Regions from separate parts of the Mus musculus genome. Here regions 1 and 2 are each linked to region 3. Evidence: chromatin contacts called from public HiChIP or PLAC-seq data. All regions are on one chromosome and are shown on one strand. Each heading gives the region's core, a stretch centred on a gene start, on an enhancer-like site or on the middle of the called end of the contact. The rest is flanking DNA. Distances are from core to core; before and after follow the strand shown.

The links. HiChIP or PLAC-seq counts read pairs in DNA pulled down with a chosen protein or histone mark.
Region 1: an H3K4me3 HiChIP or PLAC-seq map of embryonic stem cells shows a contact between it and region 3, with 12 read pairs. The contact joins the enhancer-like site here to the promoter of Rbm26 in region 3. A contact is called at or near these places in 3 of 39 promoter capture datasets (cranial neural crest, embryonic stem cells and neutrophils), 1 of 484 Hi-C or Micro-C datasets (embryonic stem cells), 10 of 115 datasets of contacts at active chromatin or transcription factors (bone marrow-derived macrophages, embryonic stem cells, extraembryonic endoderm stem cells and 1 more) and 1 of 9 other capture datasets (embryonic stem cells).
Region 2: a contact with region 3 is called in an HNF4G HiChIP or PLAC-seq map of pancreatic cancer cells. The contact joins the enhancer-like site here to the promoter of Rbm26 in region 3. A contact is called at or near these places in 4 of 39 promoter capture datasets (the 3T3-L1 cell line, cranial neural crest and hippocampal neurons), 1 of 484 Hi-C or Micro-C datasets (uterus) and 8 of 115 datasets of contacts at active chromatin or transcription factors (the NIH/3T3 cell line, astrocytes, embryonic stem cells and 3 more).

What each region holds. Positions count from the first base shown.
Region 1 is chr14:105,858,890-105,863,011 of GRCm38.p6, reverse strand. No RefSeq gene overlaps it. Among named protein-coding and RNA genes, the nearest start is that of Spry2, 36 kb to the left of the region's middle. Within about 2 kb of position 1,916, at least 34 of the 459 cell types and tissues checked have an H3K27ac peak or open chromatin away from gene starts, as enhancers often do. A contact at or near this core is called in embryonic stem cells, extraembryonic endoderm stem cells and trophoblast stem cells, where this site is marked.
Region 2 is chr14:105,920,723-105,924,480 of GRCm38.p6, reverse strand. No RefSeq gene overlaps it. Among named protein-coding and RNA genes, the nearest start is that of Spry2, 26 kb to the right of the region's middle. Within about 2 kb of position 1,335, at least 135 of the 459 cell types and tissues checked have an H3K27ac peak or open chromatin away from gene starts, as enhancers often do. A contact at or near this core is called in the NIH/3T3 cell line, pancreatic cancer cells, stem cell-derived neural progenitor cells and 1 more, where this site is marked.
Region 3 is chr14:105,175,148-105,179,268 of GRCm38.p6, reverse strand. Rbm26 (RNA binding motif protein 26) reads left to right here and starts at 1,955. Exons shown (of 22, transcript NM_001368684.1): 1 at 1,955-2,487. The coding sequence starts at 2,417.

The sequences.
Region 1 (4,122 bases), core at 667-3,166, 680 kb before region 3:
GATTTAAATGTTCACCTTTGTATCATGCAAGAGTTTCAGATCTAATAAAATGCACTATTGTAGTAGAAGCCTGTGTTACCAGGGAAATTAGAGTTCTCTCTTTGGAGTTCTTGGTTTTGTTAGTAAAAGAATTTAAAAACAGACTCAAAAGTAAGTTCGGGGACAATATTATTACTGAAGTTTCCAAGAAAACCAACGGGACAGAAAAACTATTAATCTTGGCAAACTCTGGGAAAGGGGAAAGAAGAGGAAAAGAAAGCCATTTCTGTGGCGTTAGGGTCCAAGAAACAGAGTAGAGCTGCCAAACGGCCCCAAGGCAGGCGGGCAGCCGCTTGGAAAAAGGCAGCGGGGGGTGGGGGAGACCTTTAGAGAAGGAAGGAGAAGGCCCAGAGGGTCAGCAAGAGCATTCCCAGACTTTAGCAGTATCCTGAAGAAAAAGAGATAGAGACGAAGGAAAGGGAAGTTATGTTTCTCGCCCCTCCGTGCTACAAGACGGAAGTTCTGCAATGCTGCACAGGGGACAGAAGGCCTTTAGGGGAGGACAGGCATGCTGTCTCACCAACTCAGAAATTATCCCTTCCACCTTCCGGTGAGTCAGCTCTCTTGGTGGCTTGGAGACCTGACCAGGTGACTGACACACCCAGATGCACTATCTCTCTTAAGGGAGGAGACAATGGCATGCAGTATTTCTATCTTTGGAGCAGATCGGAATGCTTTGTCTCCACTCTGGGCGAGCGGTAGCTTATTCTTTCAGACTGGACTAGCGGTTTAGAGGGAGGCCAAGCGGATTTTACTTGGTTGGGATTTCCCGGGAAGCCGGAGGTGTGTTCCAAAGCTGACAGTGAGGTGGAGGTCAGGCCCAAGGCTATTCCGACGTTCTGATCTCAAGAATGGAGACGCGAAAATCATTTAAGAAGCAGAATAGAAACAGTCCTGGCATTTCCCCTTCAGCCAGGATAGGACAAAGTGCATTTTTGGTTTCTGGTTAAGGATACCAATGCAGGAGCCCACCGTAAACCGCCTGTATGCGTTTATCTCCTGTAGTCCCCACTCGGATCTTTAGGTCACTTTGTACTCTGTGTTGTGCTATCAAGTTCCTTATTGACTTACAATAGAGCATCTTCTTCCTTTGAGCTTCTTTTAATCACTGGGGCATCGTTGTTAAATGTTCATATTTTAGTCTCTGAAAGTGTATTACTTCCTACCATATCTGCCTACAGTATTACTTCCTGGGAATCAAAACTGCATATCTAAACCTTCAACAATCTACGACATTTGTTTGGCCATTGATGCCAATACTAGTAAAAAAGACATGGTGAGGAGCTGGTCAGATGGCTCAGTGGTTAAGAGTGCCGACTGCTCTTCCGAAGGTCCTGAGTTCAAATCCCAGCAACCACATGGTGGCTCACAACCATTCGTAACAAAATCTGATGCCCTTTTCTGGAGTTTCTGCAGACAGCTACAGTGTACTTACATATAATAAATAAATCTTAAAAAAAAAGATATGGTGAGTCTATTGTTGGATAGTATTAAAGTAAATCTAAACAAAAAATAAGATTGACATTTTCAGGCAAATTGCCCAAGCCAGAATTCAGGTAAATAGAATCATTGGAATCCCAAGTTGGCACCTGGGTTAAATCATAACTAAAAGAAGAAAATGCACTAGAAGGTAATGTGAACTTCATTATTTAGGAACAAGTTCTGATAAAAGATTCAGTGTCACAGAGATAGAGATAGTACCTGGAGGATAAAGAGTTAAGGAAGTGGTTTTAAATGACAAAAGCGGGACACTCTCTCCCACTACTGAACTTTGCTTTGAGCACACTGGACTTGGGCTTTCTCCGCCACTCGCTCCAGATCCACACCCCTGGGAGGAGCTTAACTGATTATCTCACACCTGTGTGTCTTGTTGATAAGCTTCCTGCTCCCTAGGGGAGCGGGGAAAGGAAACACCCCAGGGTGGGAATCTAGAGAAAGGGTCACACGGGGCGGGGTTGCTGAATTTTAACTTTGAATGACCTCTGTAAAGCATCTGAAAAGACTTTCTGATAATGAGAAATAGGGAAATCTGTGAAAACCTGTGATTTGTGACTGGGTGCTTGCCTAGCTGGAGTGAGGTATTGAGTTCCATCCACCACACATACATACATACACACACACACACACACACACACACACACACACACACACACACTCACACTCACACTCACACACACAGTGGATGCTTGAGGGTGAACCTTTTAAGTCGTCAGTGATACAAATTTTTAATGTTTAGGGCTGGAGAAGGAAAGAGGAGAAAACCGGAATATTTTATCACAGTAGAGTACTCTGTTCTCCATCATTAATAGAATTTGTGAACCAAAAATGTTCACAGAAAAATTATTTTAATTGCAATACTCTTATTAGGAAATCTTTGTGGGTTTACAGGTAGTGGTGCTCTCTTTATTTGGCTCCACCCTCCGCTTTGTTCTGTTTCTGAGGGCACACAACTCAATCCAACAAAATGAATGGACCGCTTCTGATCTTCCCTTTGTAAGGCGAAATACAGTGTGTTCTCATATTCATTAAGTAAAGAGCAGCGCATAGAAGACAGGTCCCTATGAGTAATGCACACCATTATTAATGGTGGTTGTAGTCTAGCTTTTGTTTTAAGAGAATGCCAAAGACCTGCTGGCAGAAGCATAGCTGTGATCTTCTCTCAGGAGAGTTATACATTTCCCAGAGAGCCAGAGGAAATTTTAATGTTTTTCTCCAAGCTTTACCCAAATTCAACCTTCTAATATTCTACAATTCTATAATTCTACAGAAACGGATTAAGATGCAAACTCCTTTGAGTTCCAAAGGAGAGGGAGGGAGAAACTGGGGAAGCTGTCTTTCAGAATGTTACCCATCAGCTAGCAGTCCGGAAATGAAAGGTTAGACTAGAAATCTGAGGTCATTGTTCAAAGTCTGTATCCATTCCCTTGGCACTGATGGCTCAGATAAACTCTGCTGGGGTTCTTTTGTTTCTAATACTAGGCTAATTATAAGGCATGTAGTAACAAGTTTTTTAAATGCCTTAAGCAATTTTAGTTTTTTTTTTTTAAAGAGGAGGATTATTCTGTTATTATTAGCACAAAAATTGTTTAATTTACTCCCGAATTCTTCTCAACATTACTGAATAAAAAAATAAATAAATAAAAAGGAAAGGAACTTGACCAGTCCGGGCTTCAGCCCCAAGTGAATGGGAAAAACAAAACAAAACAAAAGAAAACAAAAAAGGCAAGGAAACCTGAGTACTCCTAGGTGTGGTGGAGGAGAAACTTCATTAGAGACTTGTGAGAGAGCATAGACAGAGGCAGGGACCCCTGGGAAAGTCCAGAGTGTACATGACCTTGAGCTGGGCCACGTGAAAGAGGGGATGGAGGAGGGAGGAGAGGAGGGGACCAGAAGGCCCACAGAAACAAAGACTTTAGGTAACCAAAATGGTTGAATTGCACTGGGAAGAGCAGCCCAGCCCCCTCTGCGGTAGCATTTACGGGAAGGGTGGGTGGGGTATGCCAGTCAGGAGGGCTGTGTGTCAGGAAGGGACTGAGGGATTAGAAGGGGGGGGGGGAATCAGTAGGCAGGTCCACTTTGATTTGTTAAATAGGCAGGTCCGCCTTTTGTCCAGGGTTTGAAACCTACCAATTTCTAAAGCCACTTATACCTACTGTTCTCCTAAACTTTGTTGATTTTATCTTAAGAATGTGAGCTTGCTAAGTTCATTTTAAAATACAAATGCATATGTTACATATGCAAATACCCAACCACTACAAAAACAGGAAGGTAGAAGTCTCCGTTATCCCTGCAGTCTTCACGAGTCCTCCCAGAGGGTAAGGATCTACTTACAGCTCAATGGTACAATCCTTGCCTCGTGCACGCAAAAGCCCAGGGTGTGGTCTTTGCTCACCGCAGGAACTAAGGCCTATCTTTTATCTCTTTTACTGTTTATTTTGTTATTTGCTTCATGCATGTTTGTTAATATACTTTGTGCCAAGTTCTGTCAGAACCAGAGATGCCTGTATCTCAGGCATGCTGGGATTACAAACCTGAGTGAATACCTTTGCTCTATGCAGTGCTGAGGGCTGAACTCAGAGATCC
Region 2 (3,758 bases), core at 86-2,585, 750 kb before region 3:
AAGCACAACGTTAGGACACGTAGTATAAGTACTTCCTGTGCAGAGCTCAGGAGTTCAGCCCTGCCGTGCAGGTGCTGCGGTCCACATGGAAACGGTGCGCATGCGTGATGCATGGGGAGCCCGTGTGCAGGTCCCTTCCTGAGATGTCATGAGGAAGACGAGGTAAACTGATTTCTAAGTCACGATTGATATTGCTAGTGTCTTCATAACACAAGATAGCAGCAATAAACTCAACCGCTTAAAGGGGGATTTTTTTTGTTACGTGAAATTAAAATACATTCTCGAATTTTTGGAATATTTTATAAATTCTAATGCAATGGAATGATCCAGTGTTTCTCTCCCAGGTGCACTGAGCCTACTTTCATTGTTTAACCAAAGGAAGGTAAAGGCTACAGGTATAGATATGATACTTTCTCCCACACAACAGGAAGAATCTTTCAATTTCTCGATGGTTTCCATCCTGTCCAATCCCTTTGCAAAGAGCTCCGGATAAATACGCATCCTAGGATATAAAGACACCAAAGTCCAGAGACCCTGCTTGCCAACGCTACCTCTGTGAATTCATTTCTGAACCCAGGGAATTTGCTGAAGCCAACACACCATGACTTGCTATGCAGTCCCATCACTCAGTTGATCTCCTTATTTGTCTCGGTGCCTACTAGACACGTTCTTGACTAATGCCAGTTGCTGTTGAACTTTGACCCCATATAAGTGTTAAGGTCTCCCACGTAGAAGAAGGAAATCTGCAGGAAGAGGATGGTGATGTGGGCAAATAATAACAATAACAACAACAATAATAATAGGGGAAACTGGAAGGATGACGGAAGGGAAGACCTTATTTACATGACTACAACATATTCTTTTTGGAGGTAAAGAATGTAATTAGTGAGCTGTGATTTCCTTCCCATCTCCTGAGAACAGAAAAGACCGTCTGTCTCTTGTGGTGGTTGTAATTTGCGTTTCGTTATGTTTTCTTTGCTAAGGGCTTTCAATGTTCAGAAAAATGTTCGAGTTACTGCACTTTGTAATAAAGTAAGAGGACACAGCACCGCGGTCCTCATTCCTCATTGACACAAACCAAGGAACGGGATGTCCAAAGCCTGGCTCAATGTCACAGGAAAGGCTGTTGCCGAAGTAGAGGTGGGCCCCCCCCCCCCCCCCCGAGAGCCCTTTAGGTTATCCACAAAATCAACACAAGCAGTCTAGATTTGTTATCTCGCCCCTTTCTGTCTCAGGCTGAGTGACAAAGAGTGCTTGGTGAGATACTGAGTAAGACTGACAACACAGGAAGTCCATTCTGGGGGCAAGCTGTGTGAGTGGCAGCCAAGCAGGAGGCCAGGAGGCAAGTCTGCGCACAGCTCCTTTCTCCCTAGCTCACCCCTACATGTGGCCCAGAGGCCGCAGTGATCCAGAAAAGGAGATGCTAAGGCCACGGAGGTTCCAGCTGCTTTGAAATTCACCGAACCAGTCCATTTCTAAGCATCTGTTAGCAAGAGGAAGCTGTGACTCAATGGGGGTGAAATGAGTCATCTAGACGACAGAGCCCTCGACATTTCCAAGTCGTTTGTGTGTTAATTCACAGATAATTTATATCCTTATTTATAAACTATGTTTAGAAACCGTCCAAGCGTTCAAGGAATCCTTTCTGACACAGTAGTGTGTTCAGTAAATCCAGTTCTTTCAAACATGTTAATACAGTTCTCAAGAATTCCTCCTAGATAGATCACATTTGAGCCTCAAATGTTGAACCTGAGGAGAAGTTATATCCAAACAGTCTCAGAGTGAACAACGGCCATAGGAGGAAGAGCTATTCATATGGAAACCACACCCACTGCTGAACTCACTGTTAAAACAGTCCGGGGGGACACTGTGAGTGTACAAAGTACACTGACCTAACCATGTGGCACAAACTTTGACTTATTTGTGCTACCACAGCAGTGTACTTCCCTGCAAATACAACAACAGTGATTCTACTGCAAACGGAATTTCACCGTCTTCCTGTAGACATGCCTTTCATGACAAGCATCTAGTCACGGATAACCTCTAACCAAATCAGGAAGAAAAAGAAATTCATCGGTAATTAGACACTAAACATCCCACTACTCCATCCATCATTTCTCCTCTACTACTGAATCATGACAAACGATACTTCTAAACAATGATAGTAATCAAGGTATGTTGTACAATGGGATATTAATAACCTTAGAATTAATTTTAAGATGAGCTGCTTATGTTTAAATGATTTGAAATATATATAGTATGTAAAAATCAGAGGCCCTAAAGTATGTTTCTTTCTTAACTCTTATTGTATACAAGATATGAAAACCCTAATTTCTAGGAAGGCATTCTATGATTTATTAGAAAATATCTTGTCATATTTTTAAAAATTTTTAGAATAACTTCTATTATGGTTCTCATTAAAAATGGATCCTTTTCTCAATACTAGCTATTTATAAAACAAAGAAACACACTAATCATTACAGAAGAGAATTCTTTTTATATCCTGTGTCCCTTACAGATGTTTAATCATTGGCAAAGAAATCAGAGGCTAGCTGCTCTTATCTGGAGAGTAAACATATCCAAGGAGGAAGATAGACACACAAGGACCCCCAAAGAGACTGAAAAGTTGCAAATTGTTTTTTCTGAAGAGAAAAGATCTCCTCTATGGTGGCAAAGACTCTAGCATGGAGTTCCTAAATCAAGAGACTGAAGAAAAACTACTGGTCTCATCAAAACTCCAAAAAAAAAAAAAAAAAAAAAAAAAAAAACGGGCTCTCAGAAGAAACAAATGCGGTAACATCCGAAGCCCCCATCAAATTGCTGCAGAACCTTAGAAAAGAACTGGTACCTGTAAAATCATTGAGCCAATGGACCAATGCTTTAGAAACTGCCCCCACCCCCACCCCACCCCCACCCCCGTCATCTTCCTTTCAAAAACAGGGAGAACCGGATAAGGGCCATTTGTTGCAACAAACGGATTGCAAAAATAAACGTTTAAATAAGTGGGGGGGGGGGGGAGGCCAATGGACGTCTAGCATTATAAAGAGGAGTGTTTAGCTTTTAAATCATCCAAACTGCTTTGCCAAATTTTGACATGCTTGGTTTCCTGTAGTTAAAAAAAAAAAAAATGAAAAAAATGAAATCTCTCTCTCTCTCTCTCTCTCTCTCTGCTTTGAAAAAAAAAGTGAGGAAAAATAAGCAGCTGTTCCTTGTATAGTTCAGGAAACGAGTTTGATTTATTACTTTAAGGTTATTTTTGAATGAGCTGCCCGTGGCAGGCAGAGCGCAGAAGTCACTGAGGCCTGTCCACTTGAAGGGCTCAAACTGTTTCCCGAACAGCCCTCCTTCACTCCTCACCTCTGAGGGCCATTATTGACAACGTGTGACTGGGGCCTTCCAGGATTCTAAAACAGCAGGGGTCCCGGCTAAACAATCGGGCTGCCAATTACCTTTTCCCCTGTTGTGAAAGAGGGGCCCAGGACAAAGCAACTTCTCAGCGGGGTGCTGTGCAGCTCGGAGTTTCTAACCCACTCTTGCCCAGCTCAGCATTGAAAACCCAGTAAATGGTTGGTGCCTTCACTTTTGTCTGTGTGTGTCAGTCCGAACCAGAATTGCCGTAAGGTGAGAGCATCTCCCAGGGACCGGTTTCAAATGCTCTCCAGGGCAAACAGATTCTGGACGTTGTTGTCTCAGAACTTCCAAGCAGGTTTCCTTTTCTGAGATCCACACAGACACAAAGAGCCCCGGGGCTCCCAACC
Region 3 (4,121 bases), core at 706-3,205:
ACTGAATAACAAAGGCTAAGGAAGAAAAGCTTGGGGGGGGGGGCGGGGCGGGGTGTGACTGACTGTTGATTGGCTGCTGACTGGTAACAAGCTCTGTGCAGTGGAAGGAGGGAGGGACCGCTATCACTCAGTGGTCTTAGTCTTTCAGAATACAGCTAGTCCTTACTACTTACAGATTCTATAGTCATGAGTTTTCTCACTCTTTAGACTCTCTGTAACCCCCAAACCCAATACTTGTGGCGGTTTTATAGTTCACTGTGGCCATACGCTGAGCGGCTAACAATTTAAGTCCAACGCTGCGTATGTTCTCAGCTGAAGTTGAACAAGGGGATATCTTCATTTTTTTTTTTTTTTCAGTTCTCACAATGGAAATAAGGACCCATTTGGTGGCCCATTTGGGGTTATGTTTTACTTTCTTCATTTATGAGATTGTTTTTTCTTGGTGATTTAAAATACCCCCGTTCTCCATACGCAACAGTGGAGTGCTTTCTATGGTTCCCACATATAAGAAGGCCATGATGTATTTTACAGAGAAAAGCACATGGACTATACGGGCTTTGTTTAAACATGTGCTACAGTGCCCGGGAACAGGAGTCAATATTGATTCATCGACAATATTGGGTATGGTGCCTTTAAACAGAAACACGCGATTCTCAATAGTATATTATTTATACATTCTATATGTAACCTAAAGTTTACCATTTTAATAATTGTATGTGTACAACTTCATGGCATTAGATGTATAGTCAAACTGTTCAGTCACCAACTGTTTCAGAACTCTTATCATTCCAAACTGAAACTCTGCATCACTGAGACGTAATTCTCAAGATCCCCCTTTGCCTCCTGGCAACCACCATTCTGCATTCGGTCACTCCTGGGACTCTAGCAACCTCTAGAAATGGAATTCTAAATATTTTGTCTTTTCATATCTGCGGTATTTCAGTTAGCTAAATCATCTTAATTAATATCTTAATTCTTCATTAGCTTAAATCTAATTAACGTCTCACTCATGGCATCATATTTTAGAGCAAACGTCTAGCTTTGTATTTTATAACCTTTTTAGTTAATGCTTAAAGGACACTCCACTCCAGCATATTGCAAATTCTGTCGCATCAAGACTTTCTTTATGGTTCACCGACCGTGTCTTTAGACTCGTGGACTACTTTTTCATTCCATTTGTCCATTCCACTATTTTTTCATTCCATTGTGGCCCATTGCCTACTAGTCTTTGGTAGTCTCCTAATAATATAATAGAACCAAACTTGCGGGACCACCTATGATGTATATAGGATGCTGGTTTGAATGCTCTTCTTTAGTACATTGTAATTTCTTGGAGAAAAGTTGAAACTTTTCTAAATGAACAGAATTTAAAATGTAACAAAACTGTTTTTTTTTTTTTTTTTTTTTTTTTTTTTCTCTTGTAGGTTGGAAATCAACAAGGTATCTTTGGTTTGGGGCATCCATAGGTCATTAGACCTTGGCCAAAAAGTCCTGTACTTTGGGATAAGAACACTAATCCTCTGGAGGTCTCGGTGGGTTAGATTAGACCAGTGTGTGTTTACCCATCGTGTGCACGGGGCAGCACACACAGAAGATGGTACTGGAGGATGCTGTGACACCGAGGGCAGGTCGCACAGTGCAGGACCCCTGCAAACACTGCTGGCCGTCTTCTTATGGAGAGCTCCCATCTTCTAGGTTCACTCGTGCTGACAAGCACAATCCTCTCAGAGGACAAGGCCTGGGAGCCCGCGGCCACTCCATCCTGGTGAAGTAAGACGGCGCTTGTGCTTATTCACCACGAAGGCCGATGGATAAAAGGGGACCGAGGCCTCAACCCTTGCGATTGGTCAATCCTCGATCCACTACTGGATTTGCCCAGCTCTCACCCGGCCGAACTTGCGTCTCTTCCCAGCATGCTCCGGGCCGCACCGCGAGACTCGCACTCATTCTCGCGAGATTTACCGGCAGCCATCTTCTTGGGGGTGCTGGAAGCCGGGAAGACCCCCGAACCGTTCCCATTGAGCCGCCCTTCGTTGTCGCTTTTCTTCACGTCTGCTCTGCCGCGTGGCCACCAACCAAGCACCTAATCCCAAAGCTGAGAGGAGAGCCCGGGTCGGAGCGCGTTCGGCTCCCCTTCGGGAAGATTCACTGGGGGAGCGGGGCAGGGGGGAGGGCCCGGCCGGCAAACGGTTGCTGCCTCAGCCCGGGCCAGGGTCCGCCGAGGGGAGAAGCTCCGGGGACCCGGTGGGCGCGTGGCCTGCGGCGGCCCCCGCCGAGGTGCTCGCCGACCCGCGGCTCGCGGGGACCTGCCACCGGCACCTCCCACCGCTGCCCACGCGGACGGCGCGCGGAGGAGGGGGCGGCGGCGGCGACCTGGGCGAGCGCAGGAGCGAGGCCGGCCTCGGGGCCGCGGTGGATGGTTTCTAAGATGATCATCGAAAACTTCGAGGCGCTCAAGTCCTGGCTCAGCAAGACCCTCGAGCCCATGTGAGTAACCCCCGGGGGAGCAGTGCTCGCTCGCAGGGATGGCGGTGGTGGACAGGCGGGCGCCCCGATCGGGGCAGTTTACTCAGTGGTGGAGGCCGAAGCGAAGAACCGGGAGGTGGGGAGTCCCCCCAAGGCTCTGCTTTCTCTGTTCGCCCACCTTCCCGTCCAGGCTCAACATAGCCAAAGCTGGAGCTGGGCTTGATTGTAATGGTCGAGCTGATCTTTGAACCGGTGTGCCCTGCTTTGCTTTCCCCTTTCCCGTTATAGGCAGACCGATGGCAAACTTCCCCGTACACCTGTGTGTGTCTTCCGAGGCCCTCCACATCGGCTTCTCGGCTCCTCCCGAGTGCTAGCTTCTCCTCCCGGTGGTAGATAGTTCCACAGTGCTTCTTAAGACGAAGTGCATGGCTTTTTCTTAGGGATCAGGGAAGTTCGAGTTTAAAAACCTAAGGTTTCGCTTACAGTCCCTTAAAGAAAGGCCACGTCTTCCATGTGGTGTGTGGCTCATACGCACCTCTCTTAACTGATTGAAGATGTAACAGGTGCTAAGCCCAGGAAGCCCCAGACCCCTTGCCACCTACATCCTATTACTTTGAAGAAGGGGGAAAAAAACCAACAAACCCAAATCTCTATCCGTATGGAATATTTGGCATTTAAGGAGAAATTGAGTAGTTTGTGCGACTGTTGAAATATTGAAAGATTTTAGGAATATTTTATGTATTTATTTAATGCAAAATACATCATAGGTTGTTTTCTGCATCGTTGATTTACAATAGCAACTTGAAATGCAGTGGCAGGTAATTCACTTATTTAATGCATGCGTTAAGTTTTTACCATATACTGTGGGGAGCTTTGGGACAGGACTTTAACATTCTCCTGGGTTGATAAGCTGCAATAAGATACACTTCAGCTATGCCCAGTTATGGCCATTATGATAGTAGAGGACCATGTAACCGTGGTTTGAATGGGGTCTGCTGCTTCAGGGTTGTTGGTCAGTGAAACTGTCTGAGCAAGGAATAGTTAATAAAACTTAAAAGAGGAGAAAAGGCCCCACTATTTCCGAGGAATGATGCATTTTCAGAATGAAGAATAGCTGAAAGGCCTAGTAGAGGACATACGTGATCAATGTGGTTTGTTCAAAAAAGAGTAAGAATAGGGAAGAGAGAGGAAAGACATGGAATCAGTAGACAGGGGCCAGCTTTAGGTCCAGGCTGGGAATTAAGATCTTATTAACACACACTTGGAACAGAGGTTATTTAAAGCAGGCCAGGACTGATTTGACTTCAAGTAAGGGTGGTTTGTGGAGACTGAAGGTGGTAAGATTTAAATGAAGGGACACTCCGTTGAACGTACTGTAGGCTGAGACTGCGATTGGATGATGGTGGAGATGGAACCACATGTACTTCACAAGTAGGTCTGCTAGAACTTCCCGATACAGTGATGTGGAGGAAAGGAAGGGAAAGGAAGGGAAAGGAAAGGAAAAATCAAGTGTGAAGCCTCAAAGTTAGCTTTAACAGCTGGATGGATGATGTAAAAGGTGGAGGGCAATCCAGGAGGGGAAGGGAATGGCTGCTGACATGCTGTGATGATGATGTGTGAGGTACTAGTTATTCTTCTTAAGGAAAGTTGGATGC